Linked DNA regions of Sus scrofa: region 2 is linked to region 1. A link is a contact called in public Hi-C data. All regions are on one chromosome and are shown on one strand. The core of a region is the stretch at or near the end of the contact, and the rest is flanking DNA. Distances in the headings are between cores, read along the strand shown. Region 1 overlaps LOC102164754 (a long non-coding RNA gene). Region 2 overlaps LOC102165006 (a long non-coding RNA gene).

Region 1 (6,164 bases), core at 1,066-3,565:
GAGGTGGAAGGTGGCCCATCAAAGAAAGAAAAAAAAAAAAAAAGAACTGGGGAGGAGGCAAACTTCCTTTTGTTTTATGCAAAATCTCCTAAGGAGAGGGAGGCAAGCAAGCAACATGCCTGGTTTAGCTGGAGCCGCAACACCCCTCAGAGCTTGCCACGCTCCTCTCCTGCCAGCCCCCCGGCCACCAGCAGGCCACTTCTCCAGGTCCAGGTCAGTGGGTGCCTTTCCCACCTGAACACCTAGACCTTCAGCCCCCAGGTGAAAAATATCTGTGTGTGTGAGGTTTGGGAGTGCGCTGAAAAAACCAAGCCCTGTCTGTTTAAATATCCACAGCCTCATGCCCTCTGCCTCATTTCATCCCGCTCTCATTCTGCTCTATTTTTTTTGAACCCTCTTAAAGGAAATGTCACTGAAACATAAGGAATAGATCGTTCGTCTGTCTCGTGGTGGACGTTTTTAATGTAAAGCTCTGAATCCATAGCGAACAAAAGCAACTGTTCAGAACGCTCCAAAAAAAAAAAAAAAAAAAGAAGAAAAAAATTGCCCAGCAATTTTAAGTTAATGGGCAAGATTAATGGATTGTCATATAATGGGAAAGGAAAGTATTAGGAAAAAAACAACACAAGTGGCTCTACAAAATTGGTTTGGAATTGGCGTCTACCTGAAGGCCTTTCAGCCAGAGGATTACTGTCTGCGGGGCGCGCAGCTCAGCGGTGTATTAATTTGAAAGCCATGCTTTGCAGGGATACCCAGCACTTAGTGGTTGGTTTTATGTTAAAAATGCTTAGTGTGAAACCTGTGCTGAAAGTTTGCCCAAACATCTCATAGTTGATTGCAAACTCGAGTGCTTGGGGGCTCTGAGCCCACACCTCAAGAATGCTGGTGATTGGGTGACATTTGGCTCCACACCTGGATTTGTCAGGGCCTCTTAGCGGCTGCTGGGAATTCGCCCTGCCTGGGGCCCACCGCTCGGCCCGTCACCCCTCTGACAGATGAAAACACAACGGGGTCTGTTGCCTGACGGACACATTCCTCTCCTGTCTGCCTCTGAAAGGACTTTGTTTAACAGTCCTGGAGTCGGGCTTTTGAGTGACAGATTGTGAAGGGTAAAAGTCATTCAGTTCCATTAAGCTCTGTAACTGCTCTGGAACAAAACACCTCGGGGGGAAAAAAAAAGTGTCGGGGCGGGGGAGGGGAAAATAGAGCCGTGGAGAGCGGGGGGCAGAGCTTTAGGGAGAAAAAAGGGGGATTCTTTTCAGGTTCAAAAACAATCCTTCTCTTTGCTTCTGTCTATCAATTAGGGCTGCGTTCCCAGAGGGAATACGGGCCCGGCCTCATTGGTGTCATTCAGCTGCCAGTCTCCTGACAGGGACACCAAAGGGCCTCATGTAGGGCTGCGGAAACTGTCTGTCAGGCCATCAGCAGCTGCTATGACGACATCACCCCTGTTTTTCTAGGACGATTATAGAGAAAGGGGGCGGGGGCGGGGGTCCCCCAACAGCGTCTGGGCGTCTCGCCTCCAAACCTCTGCTGGTAGTTTCCTTTTCCAACCCCCACATTCCCTCAGTCCCAGTGGGAGTTTCTGCACAAAAACAACCCCAGAGTGTCCCTGCCTGGCTGGGCCGCAGGGTACATAACTCGCCAGCCAAGGACACGCTCTTGGGTGTGAGAAGGGGGCTCTGCTTCTGGGAAAACTGAAGTTCTGACTCAATACATTCAGGGACTCTGGTTCAAACGAGTCTAAAGAAATGGGATGGGTGGTGAAAGGTGGCCCAGGCCCCTGAAAGGCCTGCCCGGGCCAAGCTGTGTGAAAAGCTCTGTGGCCTCCTTGGCGGTTTCCTGCCCAGCCTTAACCTTGGGGGGGCAGGGGGGGCTCCTGCGGGTTTCACTCCCTCTGAGATCTGCTTGGAGCCTGGAGGCTCCAGTGACGCTCTAAAAGCTCTAAGCCAAACTCAGCACCAAGCAACCACTTCCCCCTTTATTTTTCGGCCCCGTTCTCTGCTTTCCCCGAGGCCAGACCTGCAAGGTAACAAGGCTGGGCCCCAAAGACTGCTCGCCACGGCTGCTCACACCAAAGACCCAAGTCTGCAAAGGAGGGGTCCCCGGGCCTCCCGGCCTGACTGGGAGAACTCCCCCTGCTCCCCCCGAGCTCCCCCCACCCTCGGAGTCTGCATGCGAGCAGGAGGGGACTCGGGGACTCAGAGCCTCGGCCGCAAGCTGCGAAGATGCGCGGCTGTCCTCGTGTGTGTGCGGGGTCGGCCGCTTTGCCCTGGTAGCCCGTCCACACGGCAGGGAGCCGCTTCTAAACTGTAGCAATAGCGCTTCGGACCAAACTGCGCGGCGCTGGCGAGCAGGGCTGCCAAGCCCCACGGCCGGGCCCTCGTGTTGCAACACGTCTGCTTCCCGTCAGGGAGGGGATGACAGCTCCCCCCGCACTCGCTCCCACGAACCGTACAAAATGTTTAGCCAAATCCTCTAAGAACATGTACATAAAGCTGTCTCCAGGCTCCCGGGGCCGTGATGTCTTTCTCTTTCCGATCGCTTCTTTCTCCCTACACGTCCGGAGCAGAACCGCCATCCGGGGTGGCTGAAACCTGCTCACACGGCCATGCCCCTGGCTCGGGCACCCAGATGCCCGACCTCCCATGTGTGCCTCCTACAGGACCCCGATGCCTGGGGACGTTCAGAATCAGCCAGCTTTTTGGCACGGAGAGTGTCTGCAGAGGAGCAGATGGACAGGATGCTGAGAGAGAGAGAGACCGATTTGATCATTGTCTTCCTGCGCTCCAGCCTCAGGGAGACACCTCAGGAGCCAGCCTGTGGCCATCGGCACCGACAGAACTGCAGCAGTCACGGGAAGCAGTAAAGTGAGCATTTCCAAATGGGTTTGCAGGTCCTTGGTTGTGACTGCGGCACATGTGCATGGCTGAAGCAGAGAGGAAAGCAACTGAAGAGATAGGACAGGCAGGCAGAGACACACAGAGCTCAAACATCCTGAGGGCATCTCAAAGGGCCCTCAGGTCCTGGATCAGGAGATGCGGGGAGCCTTTTGCTCAGGATGGATTGCCTTGAAAAGGCCTGTTGGAGTAGCTCCCAGGGAGCAGAGGCCTGGAGCTCCCGGATGCTGGATGGTAAAAAAGGGATCCCATCCTGGGGCCCCACGTCACCATCCGATGGCCTGAACGCCCGTCCCTTCCTTCATGACTTTTCACGAGGCCTTCACCTCCAGTGTTGTGAGATGCTCACATTTCTGGCCCTACCACAAACACCGGTTCCCAAACACTTCTCAATCAAAGGCCCGATGCTCCAGGCTCTGAACGTGGGCTCGTCTGTGCTGGAAAGACCAGTGTCTTTGTTCACCACCTTCTCGAGGAAGGCCTGGCCGTGTGCACCCACCCTGCATTCCACCAAGTTCTCGCTCACGTTCCAACATCTATTACATCAGGCACCTGTGTCCTTCCTGATTTGCCCTTCACCGTGCGAGCAAGAATTAAACGGTCCTTTGGGCTGTCAGCAGTGGTGCTTCCTTCCTCCTGTGTGATGGCCATTGAATAGAACCTTATTTGAATTGTTTACTGTCATAATATTTCCCCATGACAGGTTACCTTGGGGCTAACCTTAAACCAGCCTGGTATGGTTCAATTTCAATGGGATAAAGAGTTGGAATAAAAAGACTTTTTTTTTTTTTTTTAGGGCCGTACCCACAGTGTATAGAGGTTCCCAGGCTAGGGGTCAAATCAGAGCTGTAGCCGCGGGCCTAGGCCACAGCCACACACCGCAGCCACAGCAAAGCCAGACCCAAGCTGTGATCTACACCAGAGCTCACAGCAACGCTGGATCCTTAACCCACTGAGCGAGGCCATGGATCGAACCCACAATCTCATGGTTCCTAGTCAGATTAGTTTCCACTGAGGCGTGACGGGAACTCCTGGAATAAAAAGACTATTTAGTCTTTATACATAAGTGCAGATAATTCACTCTCACTATGTGAGTGGATGGCCCCAGCCGTGAATTAGCTTAGTCCTTTCATGTTGCCTTTTATAGACATAAAAGAACAGAAAAATCCATCACAAACACCACTCTTCCATCTTCCTTTTTTTTTTACTTCTATGCAAACTATGAGGCCCAGTAAGAGGTATCTGACATAAAGATACCATAACGCCTTCCCCACGCTGCAACGCAGAAAATTCTGAGCCATAAATATAAATGCCTGTCATGTCACTTCACAGGGATGGTTACTTCTTTCAGTCTCTCTCCAGAAGGGGATAGGAAGTATGGACTTGAATGACCGCTATAACCTTCCCGGAGACAAAACCTGTGGGCGTGGCTCCAACATGTGCCTTGGGATGTCGCAACGTCCTAAAAGACCCTACACACCCATGTTCGAAGGTACAAAAAACTACATTGCTGTTAAAAATTATCCACCATTTTCTTAGCACTCATTCAGCTTTCCTGGTGAAACAGAAAACTTTGAAGGAATTGAGATTCAGAAAGTATCAGAATAACCAAAAATAATTGACTGGAAAAAAATCCAATATATCAGCCTTAAATAACAAACTTGCATATGAGAAGGATATTCTTGGCACTTCAGGGAAGCATTTTGGGAAAGCTCATTTGGAAAGATGAATAGAACTGACCTATTAAAAGGAGAGACAGCTGTCAGATCCCAAAAGAGTAATGAGGCTAAATTTTTCCAAGTTAAGACCATGCTGCCTAGCAATGATCTTAGACTAGAGATTCAGGCAGGGGTTTCCTTGTGGCTCATCAGGTTAAGGATCTGGCACTGTTACTGCTGTTCAGGGCTCGGGTTGCTGATGAGGGCTGAGAATTTTTATATGCCATGGGCAAAGCCAAAAAAAAAAAAAAGATACACTGCACATTAATCTCTTTCTTATTTTCCTAGACCTCCTGGATTATAATATCATAACTTTACCAGAAAAACCATTATTTAGGAGAACACTGGCTTCTTAAAAATAACTTAGCTAAGAAAAGTCAATTTAAAGGTAAAATTAACCTGGGTTGGGGGTATTGAGTATCGAGTGGATTATAAATTTAATCCAGATATTTAGGATTTTTCTTTCATATGATTGAGCAGTTTAAAAAATATTATGCCCTTTAATTTTCAACACTTGTTTTGTTCTGAAATATAGAAGGAGAAGGAATGGAAGGAAATAAGGAAGAACAAAGGAAAAGGTGAGAAAGAAAGATGCTAAGCTTGTTATCAACCTGAATAATGATTCACCCCTGAAATGTCCATTTATCAGCTGGGTTAAGAAAGCCACAGAGCCCAAAAGATGAATGGGAGCCTTAGGAAAACAAGCCAGTCACAGATGACTTTTCTCAATATGTTGGCCTTTGATTCATGCTTTCTAAGTAAGGAGAAAATGTTGATCTTTTCCCAAGAGGAACCGAGGCATCCCAGTGCCCCATCCATCCATGGCCTGAAGGAGCTAATCACCAAATAACTTCTGCCCCATAATCTTTTTTCTAACTTTTAGCCTTTCTTGCCTTTTATGCTGAAGCAGTCTGTATTAAAATGCTGTTTAATCGTTTGTTAAAAAAAAAAAAAAAGCAGCAGCAAATTCTCACAAGGCACAATGCCTTCTGCTGCTCTGGGAAAGCATGCCTGTAATTGGAACCAAAAGCCTAGCATTGTTTTTATGTTGAAAATGAATGTGTTTCATGGAATTTCATGCTCTTTTTATTATAATTTTAAAGGAAGTGGTTGTTCAAGAATCTTTGGCAGAAGATCTTTGTTTTAAAATGTTGTTCCAAGGTCCAAAACTCTTGCCTTTTACCATTTGTTTCTCTGTCTAGTGGTGCTGACAAGTTCACACCACAAAACAGCCCATCCGTATTCCTTTCTGGAACCTCCTTATCTTTCTGGGGAAGAGGGAGCCTTTCTCTACCCTTCTTCTAAGACCATGGAGAGGAAAGAATCTGACTCAACTGTTTTCATTTGTTCGATACACTCATTCAGAATATTTGAAATGCCCACTTTTCCAGGAGCATGACTGACGCCTGATCTATGTCCTCGTTCTTTTACATGTGACTATGTGAGCACGGAACTCAACCAAAAGGTTGACAGGTGAGGCTGGTGTAAGCTGTAGACAAATTCCTGATGCTCAGATGTCATTCCTTTCTTTTGACAGCCTCTCTCA
Region 2 (6,164 bases), core at 958-3,457, 320 kb before region 1:
TTAACAGAATACTTGGCACATAGTAGATGTTTACTGAATTGTCGTTGTTTACTGAATTAATTAACTCACCAATTAATTAAATATTGAAGTTTGGGAGAAGACAGAATTGAAAGTCACTAGCATAGAGCTGTTATGCCACGAGAGTGGCTCCTAGGAAGAGAGGAGAGAGAAGGAGCAAACAGCCTAGTGTCCAGCCACAGCAAACCCTCAATTGTGTGTGTGTGTGTGTGTGTGTGTGTGTGTGTGTGTGGTGTGTTTAGCAAGATGAGCTGTTTGGGGAAGCACTATAATAGGGTTATTTTATTCATAATCATGTCAGTTTATTCAGCTATGAATAGATGGAGTTTCAAGAGGGAACATTAAAAAAATAAAATCTCTCATAACAGGGCTCTGCCTATTTGAGCCGCCGGCCCCCACCTCTCTAGCTGAATGGCTTGCCCCTCTGCCTCACTTAGGGCTTTCATTCACGTCCAGAAGCATCAGTACTCTCTCCTGCCTCACAAACTTGCCGCTCCCCGTCCCTCTGCCCGCAGTGCCCTCTTTTGCCCGTCTCCCAGGGCTCTGCTGCGTCTCCCGGGCCGCCCCACCACTCCCCCCCCACCAGCTCCCATTTTCTCCTGCTCCTCCATCGTCTCCTGCTTATTTCCTTCACAGAACTGATCAGATTTTTAAATTATTGGATGCCTGTGAACGTGTATTTTATTTTTCATCTGTGCCTAGGATGACACTTGATGAAAGAAGATAGGAAATAAGAAAATAAGGCAGCCCTACCTGAGCTGTGCCCTTCCTGGCAAGGGGGTATTTTTCTGCTCTCTGCAACAGTCTCCTCACTGTTCCCCTCTGGGCTGGGAACCAGACACCCTCTTGTCCTTTATCACTGATTTTCATGGGCCACCCTCACCGCTTCTCTGCGCCAAATCCATTTTTAACAGAGATGTAATTTCTTTCTCCAAGTAGAACTTCTGACGTGCTTTTACTTCCTCTTCCTGCCTTTCCAATAAAGCCAAGCTGTAGGGCAAAGATTTCAAGGAAGGTTCTGGCCCTGGGAGGCCCCTGCAGGGTGGAGGCATGATGGGTTGCTTCGTTGCTATTCTGGGCTTTGGAAATGGCAGAGCAGAGCTGGTCACATTGCCTCCCCTCAGCTGCTCTGCGGGGCGCATGTAAAATCTCTGCAAAGAGTCCCAGTGCGCTTATAAAACCTCAGGTCACTGACAATTGCAGTGCTCATTTGCTGTGGCCAATTTAGCGCTAATAAGCTGAAACTGGGCTTCGGGGATTTGTTTCCATGGCATGTAAACTCCCTTTAGAAACACAGTCCCCGAAAAGAGATTGCAACCTATTAGGTTTCTTTTCTCCTGCATTTTTGTAAACTGACTTGTAGTCCATTTTGGAAGCATTGCCCATTAGCTGAATCACCACTTCCATCTTTGTCAGAGCCTTGCTCCACCAGGGGGCAGCCCACTTGCTGCCAGACCCCCAGGGGTAGTGGCCGAGAAGCCCCAGAGCCCCAGGTTTCTCACCATCTGGGGAGGAGTGGGGAGCGGCAGGGCTTTGCTGGGCAGAACCCATTGCTTTCACATCTGGGTAACAGACCCGGGCGCGTGCATGATGCTTGGACGTGAGGACAGGCCCCTTGCCAGGGTGCCAGGTGGGCCTCCGCACTCTTGCCTCTGAGGCCCTCTGTGGGGCTGTCCTTGGAGAAGCCCGGCGGCGGCAGAGGCATACTCACCAGCTCACAGCTGGCCGACGGCCTCCTCCCACCCCCCCTGATGGGAAGGAGCCCTCGTGGAAGCCGTGGGTCATTCCTGTGGCCTCAAGTCAGAAGAAGTCACTCCCTTTTGGACTTGATTCCCTGTGACTTGGAGGCAGGCACCAGACCCACAGAACAGGCGGCTCACTTCTCTCTCATGGGAGGAGAGCTGACCAACCACCAGGCCTCAGAACTTCTATACATTTGGAGCAAAAGGGAAGGGGGGCGGGGAGGCCCTTTTCCTTCTGGCACAAATATGCCTCGCTCCCAACAGACAATTCACATGGATTCAGCGGACCTGCTAGTCTTACTGTGGTTGTCAGCTGAAGCTCTTCAGTAAACACTGACAACTCAATTTGCCCCAAATAAGAAGTCCTGGTGTTCCTTCTAGCCTCCTTGAGGTCTGGGGACACAGAAGGAAAAGCATCCTACTTCCAACCAAAGCAACATCTACCAGAAATCTGGCGGACAGCCTGGCCTCCCCGTCCCCAGGGGCTGCTCATGGAGTGCAGTCACCTAATTGTTTGTGATCTGCCAAATCGCGTTCGGAGTTTGCTTGTAGCTTGGAAGTTCTGCCAAAAAGTTTTTTCTCGTTCTGGGCGAGACATTCAGAGGCACCTCTGGGGCCAACTTTCTTTCATTACATTCAGCTAAGATGCAGGCTGTCCTGAGAGAGCCATCATAACTAAGGGAGCGGGGAGGGTGTGTGTGTGTGGGTGGGTGTGGGTGTGGGTGTGTGTGGGTGTGTGTCGGGGGGATAAGTTTCAGCTGAGAGCCCAGTGTGGAAAGTCACCCCTTTGCAGCTTGCGCCCCACGACCCAGGAAGGGCGGCTGAAGGACCCAGCAGGGTTCAGGCCAGTCACTCAGATGCCAGGAGCTGTGAGGAGAGTGGCCAGTCACCCAGGCACCATATGGGCAGCAGACATCTGCCCTTCTTGGGTGGTGACGTTCCTCCAGGGTGGGAGACTTCCATGAGATTGATAACCGCTCTTTTCCTCTGAGAAGGAAACTTTCATTGTGTGCGGTGTGTGTGTGTGTGTGAGAGAGAGAGAGAGTTGGGGTGTGAGTCAGTGCAATTTTTTACCCAGCCACTGCCCGGCCTCTTAGGTTTGATGTGAAATACGCAGCCTGCACTGGAATCAAATCATTGGCAGTGTACTAACCCTGCCAGGTGTTTGGCCTCTGTCTGGCCCGTGTCTGAGGCCCTCTCTCATTGCTCACAGTTCTTATCCTCACCCATTGGGCAAAACCCCATGCTTTCCAAAGCACAAGCTGCCCCCTTCTTCCCTAATGAATGATAGCACGTACGCTGTTCATTTATGCCCATCAAGGGCATAGCTCACGTCCTGGCTGCTGCTGAAAGGAATTGGCAAATAAAACAGACACCTGGTGGCCAGATACCCCTTGCTGGGGTGCTCTCTCCCTGACCCCGCTGGGAGGCAGGCGCTAAATGTTTGCTGGGTGAGCCGAGAGATCCCTGCACCCAGGGGGCGAGGGCAAGGCTCCCTAGGGGTTCAGGGCACGTACAGCTTCTCTCCCTCTGACCTTCAGTTGCTCGACTCTCTTTACAGGCAGTGTGGTCTCATTTAAGGGAAAAAATCAGTCCTCTTGGGCAAGAAGTTGGGAGGACTGTGTGTTATTAATTCCTTGGCCATTGGCTAGCAGTGTCAGCCAGGTGCATTATCTCCCACCTTTTTTCTCCAATTTCTACTCTGTTCCATCTCCACTCACCCCTGAAAAATGGTGGCAGCAAACATTTCCTTATGAGAATGTGGTGAGAATGGATTATGTGGTTGATGCATTTGGAATTTTGTAAAGGAAATGGGCTACAAATTCAAATCTCATCACAGGGAGACCGGAGAGACAGGTGAATTCTGCTGAGAGGTGACATACTTGGCGATGGTTGTGGAATGCTCATGAGGTGCGGCTTGGCTTTATCAGAGCCTGTCTTTTTGGAAGTTCTCATTGGACACCTATTTAAAGAAGGCCACTGTGAAGAGACTAGAGCAGAGGGTGAAGGTCGGCAGCAGGGTCCATGGAAACACTAAAAACCTGGCGGTGTTTATTCCGAGGGAAACTGGAGGGACCAGTTTTTAAGCATTTGAAGGGCTGCCGCTTAGAAAGATCCGAGTTGCTCTGAATAATCCTGGCTGCGCAAAAGCTGAAAGGAACCCAAATTTGAAAAACCTAAAGGAAGATATTTCTAACCGTTAGATTTATCTGATTGTCTCATTCAGTTGGGATGAATGTGAACTGAACACTGATGAATAAAACCTCAATGCTCTCTGATTCATAATTCTGTGATTTTCCTGTGTTGTCTAAATCTCCCTTATAATTTCAGTTATATTTAAATTACCGCCTGCCCAACAAGTAACCTCCATCTTTACTCCTCAGAGAAACGTGCTGGGATGCCCCGCAGGCAGCTGAATCATCCTCAAGTCCTGTCCTTACGTATCACCCGCTCTTCGCAGGAATGCCTGCACTCCCTTTGAGGGTGATTTTCAGATTCTGCTTTAAAACCTTAAAATCTCTGCTCCTCCTTCATACCCGTTCAGTTTCGGGTTGTAGGTCCCTAGCTGCCATGCCACTGGTTTTTATTGCTTGGTTCTATTTATTCTGTTGAGTGCTACGGTGGGTACGAGGTCTCTGCCCACCTTATCCCCAGCCCCCTCCTAAACAGAGAGTCACATGAGATGTGGCCTGGGGTACATTCTGCAGAAATCCTGACACCTGCTGATTCAGAATCTTCAGCCTTCTAGCCATCAATACCATTGCAAGATTTTTAGTTTTCACAAGCTTCACAGGGGAAGGTAGCAACACTAAGACCCTGGGCTGGATTTCACCAATTTTGATGAATATCTAAAACTATAGCCTCTTTGGTAGATACTGTTGCAATTTAGGATGTGGGCCAAATTTATTATGCAAATAATAGGATTGTGTGTGAAGACGTAATTGATGTTCTGGTTTTACCTGTTTAGATCATTCATTCAACAAACATTTACTGAGCGTCTCTTATGTCCAGTGACCTGGGGCAGAGTCAAGGCACCATAAGACATGGCAGCTGCCCAGAAGAAGGTTTTGTGATCTTGCACACCCTGGGATCATTTTGAAGATGAGATAACATAATAGATGTGAAAGCATTTTTAAAACTGGGAAGTACTGTGTATTTATAATGAAAAAAAATCACGCAAGTGTGGCATTTGTACCATTTCTGTGTTTCATTTTAAGTAACCTTAAGTCTCTTCACACATATTTATTTTATCTACTGCAAGCAGGTCTGACTTTTTGAGGGTTGGAGAGCCCCTTTTTCCTTTCTTAGTATCTCCAGGCCACCCAGAGCATATAAACTCACACCCGAGTCTCTGAGACAATCACATCTCTCCCACTAGCTCCCCCCAGTGCTTATGTGGGTGCAGGCCCCGGTCCGTTTCCGCCTGCTCTGATCCTCATCTTAGACTCCTGCAGTGGCACTGAAACGCGATGGCATCCTCTGCTTCTCTGGCCAGAAGGTGTTAAGCTGGCTCTCTCCACACAGACTTGAAGTGAAGAAAACACTATAAGCAGAATGTTGATCAGATTGCTACAGGGTATCTCTTAAAGGACAATGTAGAATAATGTTAAAACAAAATGTTAACCATAAAATATTATGTTATTTTAACTAAAATGAGGCAGTCCTCAACTTAGAAGTCAGACTTGGGGTTAGTAAGAATTCAGTCTGTCCTTGAGTGGCCTCTACTGGTGATTCTAGAATGAAGTTGCATTTAAACCTTTGGATTACAAAAAGAAGAAGGCTTGGAAATTCTGAAACGGTGGCCAAAGATGCATGCAGGGGGAGGAATCCTCAAACGGCCCTGTTCTCTCCGGGCTCTCAGTGTGTGTGCCAAGGCACCATGCAAATCATTTACTCGTCACAAAATCCTGGGCGGAATTAGTATGAAATCAGACAGAGGAGGAAAGGGACTGTTGGAGAAGTTAACCAGCATACCCGGGTCACACAGCTAGTGGGTAGTGGAAGCAGGATTCCAACTCAGGGCCACCTGGTCTACAGCCTAGGCTCCCCTGTGCAGGTGTCTCTCCATTTGCCTCCAGGTGCCTCCTCTACCACCCCGGAGAAATGCCAGCATGTAAATAAGGATGCACAAACACGTCCTTACATGGGGGCTGCTTGGGGAGAAGAGGGTTCTCTGTAGAAATGAGATGTTAGTGTCGCCATGAGATAAGAGCAGATCCATTCTTCTCCTCCTTTTATTGTGGCCCAGGAGCTTGGCCCTTATGTTTGCTGATTTGTGAACAGTTCTAATTTAGGTCAGGGATTTTGGTTTCATTTCTAGGATCAATTTGGGTCAAATTTTTGACAGCTCATCTTAGTGATAAAGGTGTGGGTATGGAGATGTATTTTCTCTATTTTCATGCT

Evidence for each region. Hi-C and Micro-C count contacts between places; a contact is called where the count stands out from the background.
Region 2: a Hi-C map of heart right ventricle shows a contact between it and region 1, with 5 times the contacts expected there. The contact joins two enhancer-like sites. A contact is called at or near these places in 2 of 47 Hi-C or Micro-C datasets (fetal heart ventricle and heart right ventricle).

What each region holds. Positions count from the first base shown.
Region 1 is chr18:46,598,807-46,604,970 of Sscrofa11.1, reverse strand. The region is part of intron 2 of LOC102164754 (a long non-coding RNA gene); the gene reads right to left. Among named protein-coding and RNA genes, the nearest start is that of MIR148A, 190 kb to the right of the region's middle. Within about 2 kb of position 2,315, at least 33 of the 83 cell types and tissues checked have an H3K27ac peak or open chromatin away from gene starts, as enhancers often do.
Region 2 is chr18:46,922,989-46,929,152 of Sscrofa11.1, reverse strand. The region is part of intron 1 of LOC102165006 (a long non-coding RNA gene); the gene reads left to right. Among named protein-coding and RNA genes, the nearest start is that of TRNAK-UUU, 130 kb to the left of the region's middle. Within about 2 kb of position 2,207, at least 19 of the 83 cell types and tissues checked have an H3K27ac peak or open chromatin away from gene starts, as enhancers often do.